Linked DNA regions of Mus musculus: region 2 is linked to region 1. Evidence: chromatin contacts called from public promoter capture Hi-C data. All regions are on one chromosome and are shown on one strand. The core of a region is the stretch at or near the end of the contact, and the rest is flanking DNA. Distances in the headings are between cores, read along the strand shown.

What was found. Promoter capture Hi-C pulls out the DNA fragments that hold promoters and counts their contacts.
Region 2: a promoter capture Hi-C map of embryonic stem cells shows a contact between it and region 1, with 3 times the contacts expected there. The contact joins the promoter of Adra2c here to the promoter of Dok7 in region 1. A contact is called at or near these places in 6 of 39 promoter capture datasets (cranial neural crest, embryonic stem cells, hippocampal neurons and 1 more), 5 of 484 Hi-C or Micro-C datasets (cerebellar granule neurons, cortical neurons and embryonic stem cells) and 2 of 115 datasets of contacts at active chromatin or transcription factors (embryonic forebrain and forebrain).

The regions. Positions count from the first base shown.
Region 1 is chr5:35,054,563-35,061,397 of GRCm38.p6, forward strand. Dok7 (docking protein 7) reads left to right here and starts at 2,204. Exons shown (of 10, transcript NM_001348478.1): 1 at 2,204-2,426; 2 at 2,530-2,575. The coding sequence starts at 2,373.
Region 2 is chr5:35,272,303-35,280,013 of GRCm38.p6, forward strand. It overlaps Adra2c (adrenergic receptor, alpha 2c), which reads left to right and starts at 6,264. Exons shown (of 1, transcript NM_007418.3): 1 at 6,264-7,711. The coding sequence starts at 7,584.

The DNA.
Region 1 (6,835 bases), core at 954-3,453:
ATATACAATCATCCCTGACAGAGGTGACAAAGCCAGGCAACAGCAGGAAATGGAGGCCACGTGATGGTGTGCATGCTCTTGTCTGGTAGGTGGCAAGTACAGCATCTCACAGAGGTCTGTGACTGCAGAGCCACCGATGGGACAACATCCTGAGATCATGGGTGCGGTGGCGGTGGTCTGACTGGCCACAGTGTGTAGCAACAGTACTGTGGTGGTGAGCTCAGACAGTGGTACAGCTGTGACCACAACTGGAAGCTCCCTGTGGTGTCCAGTGTCCAGTGGTGCCAGGCAGAGGGGTGTTGGGGCTAAGTGTCATCCTGCCTCACATGTGACTGGGCCTTCCTGCCATCTCACTCCTTCCAGCTGTCACCTTGATTCTTCAAGAGGCTTAACATCCTTCTGGTCAGCTGCTTTGGTGGTCAGAGAGAGTTTCATCATGTAGAGCCCCAGCAACTCTGGTTGTAACATCTGGGGAAACTGAGGCACAAAGAGGGCCAAGGTCATAAGAATTCTTTCTACAAGGCCAGACCGAGTCCTCCATTGGCCGATTTTTGGCAGACTTGGACCACAGGGCTGTCCTCTAGGTCATGTGGAGTGGGAGAATAAAAGCTGTCTATCCCCATGGCGCCCGCATTTCCGGGGCCAGTGCGGGAGCAGGTGCAGCTGCCAGGCGTGGCTAGAGTTTGGGCCAAGGCCAGCGCTTGGAATGCAGCAGGACGTGGCCCCTCCCTGAAGGGAAGAGCAAGTGCCAGCCGCCTGGGCTGGAGGATATGCTCATGGCCACAACCCCCAAATGACTCCACACCGGCTGTCCTGAGTCGGTTCCCCAGGGGCCTTCAGTGTGTGGGTAGTATGAATGGGGCTCTGTGGCCAGCAACAGTTTAGTGGAAGGCACTGGTGTGCCACATAGGTTATACAGGATAGAGGAACATATAGAGTGCCTTCCTAGACCTGGTGCCCTCTCCCCATCAAGATAACCAGGAAAACATTAAAAGCAGCCCTGTGACCCACTGAAGGTTTGCCCTCCAGATTCTCTAGAGGGGCTGTGGCAAGGACTCTCGGGTTGAGTACTGCTCTGGGGTCAGTACTTGTGGGTCCATCCTGGCCATGAGTCCTGACACCACTCTGACCCTCAGTTTCTCTATAAGGGGTAGACAGGAAGCAGTCTAAAGAGTCTGGGCAGGATATAGTGAAGACGCACGCACTGCGCGAACAGTTTGACACGTAGCCCTTTTCTACCCGGGTCAGAGCTCCTTGGGGTCGGGGATCAGGATGGGCAAATTCATCAAGCTTCATTGTGTGTCTGAGTTTATTTTGCTAGATGCAGTTAGTTGGCAATTGTGGGTGTTCTCTGTTCCCTGGGGTGCTAAGTCATGTATCTGGGGAGTCTATGACATAGGTCTAACAAATGCTTAAGTTCCACAGTAAGCTGGGGTGGTGGTATAAAACTTAGCACCGGCCTTAAGCAACCTTAACCTGGGCAACAGGCTGGGGTAGAGAAATTCAGAGGCTCTGAGGGCATTTGGCTGGACAGGGGGATACTAGGTGAGGCTGTTCCCAGGCAGCATGGATCCCTAGGCTCTTCATGCTGTAAGGCTGGTGCAAGCTGGCCTTCAGAAGTAGGAGAGACCAGCCAGGGAGACCTGGGGCAATGAGGTGACATAGTGGGCTCTGGTCCTGGCAGCCACTGAGGTCTGCTCTGCCAGATACTCAAGTTGAATGGGAGGGACAGTGACCTGAAGAGTACATATGCCCACTTTCTCATCTGCCTGGAGGGCGGCCACCTCTGGCGATGGGGAAGGCCTAGGGACTGGATAATGTATTGGACCTGGGCTGTTGGTCTGTTGTCAGGGGTGCCTCGTGGCCCCATGAGATGGAGGAAGGGCAGGTGCAAAGGATGAAGCCATTGAAGCCAAACCAAAACTGGGACTGGGCAGGCACAAGGCCACAAAGCCTTCTGTGGGGTTGTCTTGGGACAGTTTTCTTCCCTTTGGGAAACTGCCCCTGTCCCAGTTTCTCCTCCCAGGCTGAGTTTCGTTCTCCAGAGGCTGCTTCAGATGGTCTTAAGCAGTGGTCCTGAGACCTGGCAGGAGCAGCGTGGGCTGGCAGCCAGCAGAGTGCAGAGGCTGTCCAAGGCCACTGCCACCTACTGGCTTGCACTTTACTAGGGTCTTAAAGACTGAGGCCCGGGGTGCCCCGCCCAGTCTCCCCCACATCCAGGTCCCCGTGTCGCTGCGCCCCGCCCGCCGCGCCGGGCCCGCCCTCCTGGCGCAGCCCAAGGCCCTCCCGGAGCTATTTTGAAAGTGACCCTGGGCTCAGGCGCCCAGGACGCGTGGAGAGGGCGCAGCGGGCGGCGGGAACCATGACAGAAGATGACCGAGGCAGCGCTGGTGGAGGGCCAGGTCAAGCTGCGGGACGGCAAGAAGGTTGGGGCGCCGCGGGGGCGCGGGGCGGGGGCGCGCTTGGGTGGGGGCGGGGGCGCGGAGCGGGCGCGCGCGGGCGGCTTCTCACGCTGTCCTGTCTCCGCAGTGGAAGAGTAGGTGGCTGGTGCTGCGCAAGCCATCGCCGGTGGCAGGTGAGCGGCGGGGCCGCGGGCGGGACGGCGGGTGGCGGGTCTCAGCGAGCCATCCGGACCCTGCCGGCCCTACAACCGGTGGCTGAGGTGCCAGCTCTCCCGAAATAGCCGCGGGGGAGCCGCTGAAACCCAGCCCCACGGCGGTAACCGGAGAGTCGAAGCCGCTCGGGCGCCCGGACCCTGGGACCTGGCCACCCGCAACACAGACCTAACCGGTCCCCGAGTGTGGTGTTGTGGGGGTCCCAGTTCCTGTGTGGGCCAACACCTTTCCTGGACCAGCAGAAGCCCAGAGGGGCTGCAGCCTACCCATGGAGGAGCAGGCAGAATGTGCCTCGGTGATATAGGTGTCCTGGTGAAAATGTATCAGGAATTCCTAAGCCGCATCCCAAGCAGTGCCACCTCCTCCCAATCCCATACCCTCAGGTAGAGAAAAGATGGTCTGCCAGGTAGGAAGAGTCCTGTTTCTGTGTCCCAGGACCTTTACTTTGTTTGGGGGAGACACACTTCTGAGAAAAGAAAGTGGTACCAGGGTCTGCTCCCCTCAGTATGAGGAGAGCCAGGAAGGAGCCAGGGCAGCTCTGCAGCTCCAGCCTGGGACTGCAGCTGTTTCGGGAGACAGGTGCCTTGGAGTTGGCCCAGGATCCAGGGGTCTGTAGGGGAAGTTGGGTGGGGGCGCGTGTGTGGCTGCCTCACACATGTGCAGGCAGCCAGAGTGACTTCCAGGATGCTGGTGCCTGTCAGCTCCCTGGAGGGGTGGCACAATTCACTAGCTGCTTTTGTGAACAGTCTCCTTTTGTCTGGCTCCTGGTTCCACGGTGTCTTCACTCAGTCCTTCAAGCCCAGACCTTCTGTGGCAAAGCCTGGAGGGCTTCGGGGGGGGGGGGGGGCACGGTTCTTGTCTTTGGCATTCCAGGATATCCGGGGAGAGGGTGATTGGAGACTGGGGAGGGGAAGGGACCCTGGACACTGCCAGGCTTGGGGGCTGGATGGAGCAGTAGAGAAGTAAAGTCCACAGAGAATTTAAGTGGCTTTGATCAGCTGTGGTCCGTGTGTACCAGTCTGGCTGGTGAGGGATCCTGGGGAAGACTATGGAGTTAGGTCTGTCCCAGAGAGCATCCTGAAGTATGCTCACCGACTCTGTGGGAATCTAAGAGCCTCATGTATTCTAGGCAGTGAGTAGGCCAGAGGTCCCCAGGGGTGGGACTGGCAAAGGAACCTGGATTACAAGCTGTCCCCAGATGGGACTCTGAGGTTGAGCTGGGATGTGTCAGAGGTAGGAAGTGACTGAGTCAAAAGTGGAGGGTGTGGCCTGTCTCTCTAGCCTGTCCCTCCTGAGCCTACTTGCTGTCCCAAGACCTCTTCCTGAGCTACACAGCCCATAGCCTCCACCTCCCACTGTGGCTTTCTCCTCCCACCTGCCCATCTTATCCCACTGGAGACTGGATCTTCCCTACCCCACCCTCTCCCTCCCTCTAGACGGAGGCTGACACCTGTGTCCTTGAGGACCTGAGGTCTGGACTCTGTTGATCTGGTATGGGAGGGAGAGAACAGCTCTGTTTTCTTGTCCTGAGAAACCAATGGGTCCTTGGCTTTAAAATTGTGACTTCCTTTGTGGAGGCTCATGGGAGGTAGTTGAGAGGGACCAGGAACACAGAGTTCTTTGTCAGCTCTCTCTCTCTCTCTCTCTCTCTCTCTCTCTCTCTCTCTCTCTCTCTCCCTCCCTCCAACACAGCTGCTGGGCCATCGTGCTCCAAAGGGCCCACTGATGGGAAGTTCTTCCTACCAGGCTTGTCTCAGTGTGGGATCTCAGAGTGGGACTGTGTGCCTGGTGAGGGATGGACGTCTGGGTCATCTCTCTGGGCAGACCTTCAGGAGAGGTCCTGGGCAGTGGCTCACTGAGATCAGAGCTTTGGTTCTTAGCCTGTCTTCTTTGTGGTGTGGTCTCTTGGTGGAGAGCAGGAGACAGCCCGTGGACCATCCTCAGCAGTGGTTCCAGCAGCCGGACAGTATTCTCAGAGAATGCTAATCTGTTGCTTCCCATGTGGGCTGTTTCAGGGGCTTCATCTAGCTTGGGAAATCCACTAGGAGGGAACCACATTCTGAACCTGGCAGAGAAGCCAGGGTCCAGACAGAGGGGTAAGGGAGATTTTATACCCTGTCTTTCTCTGGGGCTTTGCCCTTCATTCCTGAAAGCTTGGGATCCCTAGCTCAGCCCCATCTGTAGGCAGCCATGGTATGACTGTCCCAGAGAGGTGCATGACCCCACCTGCAGGAGGATGCCCCACCCACTGCTCATGAGGACTGCAGAGGTCTCAAGCCCACCCACAGGGGACAGAAGCCTTGAATATGGGGTCCTATGCAAGACAGAGCTCAGGAAACCCTAACTTTGAAGTTGGTATCTCTGAAAATGGCAGGTGTATTTCAGGAAAACCGAGACCCCGTGATTGGTGACCCAATACTTCCTGAGTTGGCACCTCTAGCTTTGGATTATCTAGATCTCTGCCTCCTTCCCAGTGGGAGCGTGTGACACCTCAGCCCAAGGCTGAGACAGGGCAGGATGGCAGCTAGACCTCTCTCTTCATGGGGACATCACAGGGGACAGGAATACCTGGGTCAAGGCTTGATTCAGCTCCTGTGCTATGTGGCCGGGCAGCCACATCTTCCCTGAGTATCTTTGTCCTTAGCTGGATGTTCTAGGTTGGTCCTTGCCTGGCTATTCCCACATCTGCCTTGTCCTACCTGGGCCTCAACTCTGAGCCCCACCCGCACACTCTTGGGAACACCCATGTCTATGTGTCTCCCTCACCTGTTTGGAGCAGTAAACACTGTGTCTTTCCTAAGATAAACTTTGAGCCTGGGGCCTCACACTCCATCTTGTCCCCATGGGTCCCCAGGTTCAGGGTGATCTCAGGTTGCTGCTTGCTTTTATCCACACCACTTCTGAGGGTAGTCAGTGCCTCAAGGTCACTGTGACCTCCAGGGCTAGACCTGCCCCACAGCTGCTACGGTTCTCTTCTACTTCCTCCCAACTCTGCCCTCCCTGTCCCCCTCTGATCACTCCGTCTTCCCTGCACTGTGTCCCTCCACCCAGAGGCTTCAGCTCTGCCTGTCCCTCCTGCCCTCTGTGTGGCCCTGGGCCCTGGCTAAAAGGCCTCAGTGAGCTCATGACAGCTCCATGGTTATTTTTACATCTTTAGATGCCTTCCAGCTGCCTGCCCACATGGCTATTCCATGTCCAATGGGCTTCATAGCTCCGTCCATCTAGGGAAGACCCCAGTCTCAGCTGCATCCCTGAAAGTCCTCCCTAGTATCTTCATCCTGCCCCTGTCCCAGAAGCCATCTTTGCCTCCACTGGCCCCTGCCAATCTACAGACATTCCTGTGGCTCCTGCCTGGAGCACTGGGGCAGGTTCAGATATCAGCTCAGAGACTGTTCCTTTCCATGCCCTTGTCCAGCCCAGCAGACCCACGGTATCCCTTAATGGGGCAGGACAGGAGTGTCTGAAGCCATGCTGCCCCTGGGTGTCTGTTCTCTATCCAGTAGCCAAGGCTGGGCCAGCCTTCCATACTCAGTACTCTTAGAACGAACTTCTGGGCACCAAGCCTTCCTGGCTCATGTCCCTGTGACTTGGTTCTCTTGTTCTCTGGGTCCTTCGGGTATTCATAGAGAGCTCTCTGGGCTTTTGTTCTGACTGTTTCCTGTGGGGGCTGCTAAGCTTGGTCCCTGAGGGGTCATTATTTTGCTCATCCTCAGAGGTCATACCCCCACTCCCACCATCAGGTTGCCTCCATTCTTGATCATCACATAATACTATGCCAAAAATTAGCTGTTGGCTTGTATGTTGGCTTGTATGTCCCCGTGTCTCCGCCCATTGATCCAGGTCCCTAGGAGATGAGACAGGCTGACAGAATTGGAGTTAGCAGGATAAGGGTGGGACATTTGGAGTAGTTGATGTCTCAAGGGAGCCCCTTCCATCTGTCCATCCAGTTGCCTCTTTGCCCCAGGCTCACCGAGCCACATGCCAGAGACTGAAGACCCGGGAGGTGGCTGTGGCTTCTTTGGCCAATCCCGGAGCCACCCTGCCCTGTTTTTCTTGAAAATGGAGACAGTGTTCTGAAGCCTGTGCTAGCTTCCTGTTGCTGCTCCTTGGAAACCCGAGCACCACAAACTGCCTTTCAGCAGCAGAGCTCATCCCTTTGCAGGTCTAGGGCAGAGGTGTGAGAGCAGCCAGGGCAGGCCCACAGGCTCAATGCCTCTTCT
Region 2 (7,711 bases), core at 5,014-7,513, 220 kb after region 1:
GCCAATGTAGCAATGGGGCATCCAGCTCAAAGGGAGCCCAGGAAAGCAGCAGCCCCAACAATGAGAGAAGTGGTGAAGCCATTCTGGAGAGAGAGGCCCTTGTCACCAAGTGAGGGTCCCACAGTGCTTTTGTGGAAATGGAAAAGTACCATGGAGGTTTCTACCAGTGCTTATTTGGGGGTTAGCAGCCTGAGCCCCCTGCCAGCTGAATGCTCCTCTGTAACCAGGCAGGACATTTGCCTTCAAATACCTTGTCCTGCTTTCATTTCTATTGCTGTGATAAAACACCCTGGCAACAAAGCAACATAGAAGGGGACCAAACACTTTATTAGCTTACTAAATTACAGTCCATCATTGTGGGAAGGTCAAGGTAGAAGTTCGAGATGCCTGTCACATCACCCCTGCAAAGAAAGAGAGTAAGTGCATCCTTGTTTACTTACTCTCAACTAGCTCTCTCTTCTCTTATAGTGTTCAAGACCTACTGCCTAGGGAATGGTACCACCCACAGTGGGCTGGATCTTCCTACATCGATTAACAATTGATAATAGCCCAAAGATGTGCCCATGGGCCAAATAGATCTAGATAACTCCTCACTAAGGCATTTTTTTTTAGGTGATTCTGAGTTGTATCTGTTAAAACTAACTATCCTTATATCTGCAAAGTGGAGACATGAACAGCATCTAACTCTTGGGTAACAAGAAGTGTGAGGAGCGGGTGTGGCGGCAGTCCCAAAGGCGCCAGGGACTGCAGCTAAGTCGTATGACTTGCACCTGACTTCCTCATATAAACCACAAACATCTTGAGAGCTGCACAGGTGTACCAGGATACCGGTGAATCCATTTTGATGGAGATATGCCCCTGCTGCCCTGATTAGCTGAAGCTGCGTGCCTGGCGAGGTGGCGTGGCCTGCTGTGCGTGGATGGGAACTGAGAGTATAAAAGAGTGAGAGGCCCAGGGTTCGGGGGAGATATAAACAAGGGAGATATAGAGAAAGAAGAAACAGGACTGAATAAACGTGTGCAGAAGGATCCTGTTGCAGCGTCGTTCTTCCTGGCCAGTTGGGCGCGTGCAACAAAGAAGATGAGAACTAGAGATTTCTCTACCCTGTCAGTTGTCTGTGTAGTCTCAAGGAGACAAACCTGACAGGTGGGAGGAAGAATCAAGGGGCCTCACACCATGGTTGCACCCTGTAGAGCCAAGCCTCTGGCATCCTGGCTGTGGTGAGGGACAGCATACAGAATGTATGGGATGACTGCCAAGATCTTATTCAGCTAAGGAGGCCAGAACTGAAGCCTCCTCTATAGAAAACCTCTCTAGTCCCAGGCCAGCTGAGATACCTCTTGGGCTCCTGTGGCCCAAGTTGATCTGTGACCTTAAGACCAAGAACTGTGCTCAGTGCTGACATCAGTAGGGCTATCCTGAGACTCCGGAGTGGGCACCGTTCCCAGAGTGTTGAGCGCTCTATCACCTGCATACAGGTGAAGGCCAAGGAGCCCCAGAAACACTGCCAAGGAGACCCATCATCCAGGACCAGATGCAGGACAACAGTGATGATGGTAGTGCTGGCAATGATGTAGGGCTAACAGCAGTTGTGGTAGTGATGGTGACCATGCTTTAAGAGCTTCCAAAGTGTAAGGAATTGCAAATATTGGATCTTTCTATTAATTTTTAAATAGTTTACCAAAGTCAAGCTCTTAAACAGGCTAGATGATACAAAGAAAGAGCTCACTTTACAGGTAGAAACCTGAGGGTCATGAGGGCAGATGACCCAGCAGTCAAGGTACAACCATAGGAGTTACAGTCTCTGTGTCCCAAATGGAAGTGGATGAATCTCTGTCCCACATAACTAATTCTAACCACACATGTACACATACATGAGCACATGCATGCACATATAGATATGTACATGCACATGTGGATACACATGTATCCACATACAACTACATATGCACACATATACACACATGCATACAAAGGTTTTCCTTACAGTTTTAGCTATCAGAGGCCTGAACTGTGTTGGCACACAGTTCTCTTCCTAGAGGCTGTTGCTAGATAATGTTTTCTAGTCTCTCTCATTTCTGGTAGCTGCTCTGATCCATGCCTTTCGACCCTTCCTTCTCTGTAAGTCCTGGTGTGGTTCCATCTTCCAATCTCCCATAACTTGCCTGGCTCTCACATTCCCTGGCAGGCACCTGTATTCACAGTGGGCCCCACAAGCATACTCCAGGACACGGTGGTGCGAGACCCTTGACTCACACAGACTGGTGGGGTACCTTTAGGCACTTGTGTCATGTGACATATTCACAGTCCTAGGGACTTGACTATGGGTAGTTCTGGGTGCACAGTGGGAAGAGCATATTTAGTTTGTGCCTCAACAGCAGGAAGCCTGGCCCAAGGGTGGCTCCAGGGCCATTCATGGTGGCTCCAAAATAGAAGCAATGGGGCATATACTCTTTCTTCAGTGACTTGTATCCTTGTCCTCATCTCCTCTTGGTCACGGGACAGCTGCTATGGCTCTCAGCATCACAGCCTCATACACACATAACCAAACAGGAAGTGTAGTGGTGGGCCTTCATCTACATTTTCACTTGTCATCAAGGAGCACTCACTGACTGGCTTGGACCCCACAGCTTTCTACCTGCAGCTCCTGCAGCAAGCAGGCCATGAGCTGTGAGTTAACAGACCTTGTAGGCAGCCTGAAAAGCAGCCACTGAAAGAAAGGTAGTTTCCTGAGGTCATGTCCTAATCCCAGGGTCCAGGCTCCACACCAGCAGTTTCTAAAGGCAAAGCCTGGAAAAGCAGGCTATGGGAATAAGAACCTTTGATCTGGTCCTCTGTTTCCTGCAGGGATGCATACAGACAATGCCAGGTCGTGTCTGCAGACCCAATGAGGGACTTAACAGGGTGGGGACTCAAAACTGAGGCCCTCAAACACAAGGCCCAGTCAACTGGAGCAACAGTGGGAACATCTGGGACTTTCAACGCTCATATGGGCTTCCGGGATACAGGCTGGCAGAATGGCAGGCTGGAGCCATTGAGGCTGCACACAGCTAAGGATACAGTGACAGACAGGAGCTAGACCCCCAGCCGGGCAGTGCCAAGGCACACAGTGGGTACCCGGCAAGAGACGCTGACCCTCTGTTTTCTATTACACCCCATGCCAATCCCAGCCAGTCCCTGAAGAGGGCTTCGCCAGCTCTGTTGGAACGCTGTGTTGCCAAATCGATGATCAATATGCAATGGATTCAGTCTGCAGGCTGGGGCGCCAAGAGCCAGCCCGGCTGCCGGATCCTTGCCACGTTCTGACAAGACAGATCAGTCTTTGGAATTCTTCAGGGAGGGGCAGAGAGGGAAACAAGCCTTGGTTTTCCCTTGGCTCATCTTTAAAAATGAGATCGCACATAAACATAGGGAAAAATCCTCAGCTCCATTTCAAATAAAAAGGGCATCCTCTTAGACTTGAGACAAGAAATCCAGCTCTATTTCCCTGACCCTGTCACCAGCTAGAGCTAAGTAAAATGGAAGAGCTCTGTGAGCCTGGCTCTCCTCAGCAGCTCCAGGCACCAGCCAAAGGCAAAGCTGGGCAGGCCAGATGCGACACTCCCTCAGGGAGAGGGAGAATGGAAGAGCCAGCACGGATATTAGAGACAGTGGTGCAATGTGTTCATTTCACAGACAGGAAAACTGAGGCCTGAGAATGAGGAGGGTCACTCAGCTGCCAAGAAGCAAGGAAGGACATGATCAGGAGCTTAAATTCACACTTGATGGCTCTGCTCACTTCTGAATCAAGATGTGAGTGGTTGCACAAACAACATATGTGTGTGGACATTTATGCTTATATGTGCATATATGCTTGCCTTGTGTGTGACTATGTGCAAACTCATGTGGGTGTACATGCACATATGTGTATACATGCATGCCTTTGACTGGAATCTTCCAGGTGCAGATACACATACGCATGTGTTTGGGTATATACACAGCTACACTGGAAAGTATCTGAAGGGATGAATGTACATACGTGGCATGCACATGCAAGTGGTGTGTAAGTGGTATATAATCATACATATATGTATGAACAGGTGCACATGTATACACACATGTGAATGTAAGTGCATCTTCATGAACATCCGTGTGTTCAGGCAATGGGTCTGTGTGTGCACACTTGAATAAGCATATCCATGTGCATGAGCCCATGAGGGAGTGAGGTGCATGTGTTCACGCATACCTGTGAGTACACCAGGGTGATTCAAGGAGCCCAGCTCCCGTCAGCCCATGTCACGGCTGCTTTGCAGCATGCGCACTGCTCCCAGGATTCACACAGACATGCAACCAGATCCTGTGGTAGAGGCCTGGCAGGGAATTGAGAGCCTAGGACCCAACATCCAGGCACTATGCAACCCTGGCTGGACCAACCCCGCACTTCTAGGCACCAGTATACCCACCACTCTGAATACCCAGGCTGCTTCACTTCACATGGATTTCCTTCTGAAATATACCAGGACCTTCCCAGAATGCCCTCACATAGTAGGTACAAACACCCAGTGTGGCCTGCCACCAACTACTCTTGAACACACAGTCTGTAGGGGCACACATTGTTTCCTGCCACAGAACAACCAGAAGCAGACTGTTGGGGCTAATTGGCTATCTCTGGGCAAAGAGGCTAGTTCAGCCTCTTCGTAAGTTCCTGCCACCCCAGGGGGTCTCACCAGCTGCCCTCAAATGAGCAGACTCTTTAACTCTCACTTCTGGCTGCTGACTCCAGAGTGGCTTCCTCTCAGTTATGCCGGGAGGTATGGTCAGCATCCCTACAGCATGTAGCCATCATCCCCAAGAGCCTAGGTCACTCAGTAGCGAGCCCTGCAGATGCCCTTGCAGGCTTCCCTTGCAGGGCTCCCAGGGCATCCCTTTGCCTAGGCAGGCATCACTTGGAAACGTGAGGCTGTGTGCAGTCAGGGCTTGGGCTAGACTACCTGTTGTCCCCTCAGCTTCTCATATGACAGCATCTCTGACTCAGGCAGGTCCACAATGCTGCCTGCAAGGGGAGAAGCCATCTCTCCAACAGTACCCGACCAGTGCCCACTTGCCCTTCCCCTCATCGTCCTCAGGCTCCCACATCCTCAGAACTAAACCAGCCTCTTCGGGGGGCACTCTCACCAAAGAAGCATCCCATCTGAAGGAGTACCCACATTCCTAAAGAGCACTCTGTCTTAGGGACCATCCACACACTGGGGACTACCTCAGTCCCTAGGGAGCATGGTCCACAAAGCTTTTTCCTAATAACTCCTCCATATCCAAAGGTGATACATGCTGTCACCTCCTCCTTTGCTTCTAGGCTGGGTTGGGGGTAGGGATGGGGGGTGGGGAAGTTCCAGGGCTTTGATGGCACTCAGTGTGGGGGTGAATATCCAGACACAAACACCATAAGGCCAGACCTCCTCTTCCTCCAATATACTGATGTTGGAGTCATCTGGGGGCTTCTATACAAACCAACTGAAGTTGTTTTGATCAGTGGCCCTTGTTGGGGCCTCTGGGTAAGAAGGACTTGTTAAAAAACCTTGGCGGTTCTTCCTCATAGTTCACATTCTCAGGTGACAGCACATGGCACTTTGCAAGCCCTGAGTTAGAAAGTGCCCAGGACAGGCATCAAGAAGTGTGTCCTGCACGGGCACAGTACTCAAGACAGGCCCATGGTCTGAAATGTTTGTCGTCTGCCTAATCCTAGTTGGACACCCCTGCCCTGAGGGTAGGTCCTGTGGGTCCTCTAGGGCTGCAGTGCCCACAAGGAGGTTGCACTATCCTCAAGGACTGCAGGGAGAAGCAGCCACCAGAGCAGGGACAAGTCCAGATGCCACAGGTCATGGCTCCAAGGTCCTCAGAATGACTTTCTGATGAGGCCTTCTGCCAGTGGATTGCCAACTCCCCTCCCTTTCCGGTCTATCTGACCTGTGTAATGAGGTCCTGGCCAGCCTTGGTGGAGAGAATGGTACTCCTTTAGTTCTAGCAGGGAAACGCTAGGTCTGGAAAGTCCAATTTATTCTCTTGGCCACATCCTCCCTGCAGACCTGGGGCTGCCTGGAGGCAGAGACCAGTGCCTCAACTCAACTCAGGCCACACGTGACAGAACCTCTGTGAAACTGACACGAGATCTCCCCAACATTTGATTTGCTCGCCCTCTCTTAAACCTACTCCCACAAAATCACGCTGCATGGGGCAGGTCAGTTTTGAGTTTGTCAAAAGCGCAGGTCTGGAGCGTCCCCTCCAGCTGTGAAAAGCGGGATCACACAGCATTAAGATTCAACTTCAACAATTGCCAACATGGGTATAGAGCTTGGGAGCTTGATCTGGGCCTCGACTGACACCGTGGTTATGATTCACGATCCCGCAGCGCTGAGAGGTACTCAGAGGAGGGAACTGAGGCTGACTGAGGAGGTGGCTCTGCAGGGGAGCAGGGACCCTAAGCTCCAAAGGAATGATGCGCACCAGCAGTGTCTCTGCCATGCTGCTACAAGCGCACTCTCCAATCAGGCCGCGGACCCCGAGCCAGCCCCTTACGAGCCGGTGTGCGCGCCCGCGCGCGCTCCGTCGCCTGTAACCGAGTGAGGTGGAGACTACGATCTTAGAAAGAGCAGGCTTCTAGAACTCACCGCTCAGGCCAGCCCGCGCTCAGCCGGGCCCCGCAGGCTGCAGTTGGCCCTGGAGGGGGCGCCCTCGCCGAGTGCGCGCCCTGCGCCGCCGCCTAGGGCTCCTCCCCGGCGCCGCCGGCAGGTTCGCCCAGGCGGCCGCGGGCTCCGGCTCCCGGCCCGCTCCCCCCGGGCCCGCGGCTCGGGCCTGCGGGGCGCCCCGCCCCGCCCCGCTGCGCCCTCCCCGCTGCGCTACTGGACTCAAGTTGGAAGCCGAGCCCGGGCGACAGCACTTGCGCCAAGCGCTCCGCGGCGGCGGAGACGCTGCACCGGCGAGCGGGGAGGGCGAGGCGGCGCCCGCACGGCCGAACGCGGACCTTGGGGGGCGCCCGCACTCGGGAGCAGCAGGAGGACCGCGGGTGTCGGCGCCCAGCCCCGCAAAGTAAAGTTGCAGGGACCCGGAAGAACGGCAACCTGCGCCCCGGCTCGCTTAGCCCCAGCCAGCCCGTTGGGAAGCAGAGTGTCCGGGCCGCCGCCTGCAGCCTGCAGCCCAGTCGGGCACCCGGACCGTGGAGCCGCTTGCGTGCACCAGCTTGGACACCGCATCTCCGTGGGCTGGCGGCCGGGACGCTCCCACTGAACCCAGGCCGAGGGCGGGGCCGCTCGAGGACCCGGGACCTACCCCCATTCCCCCCCACCGCCGCGTCGCCGCGCTCTCTGGGCACCTCCAGCTCTGCACTTACGCGCGCGGCAGCTGCGGGGAGCCCGGCAGCCACGCTCTCCGGCGCGCCGCCCGCCCGCCGGGCCACCACGGCCGAGAGCCGGCTGCGGGGCTTCGTGGCCCCCAGCCGGCGCGCCGGAGGAGCAGGCGGCGATGCGGACGCCGACCCTGGCTGTGGGGCGCCCGAGCTGCCGAGGCTGCGCCCGGGCTCCTGGCAGGACCGCGTAGCTCTCGGGAGGACCATGGCGTCCCCAGCGCTGGCCGCGGCGCTGGCGGCGGCGGCGGCTGAGGGCCCCAACGGGAGCGACGCGGGCGAATGGGGTAGCGGCGGGGGTGCCAACGCCTCGGGGACCGACTGGGTGCCACCGCC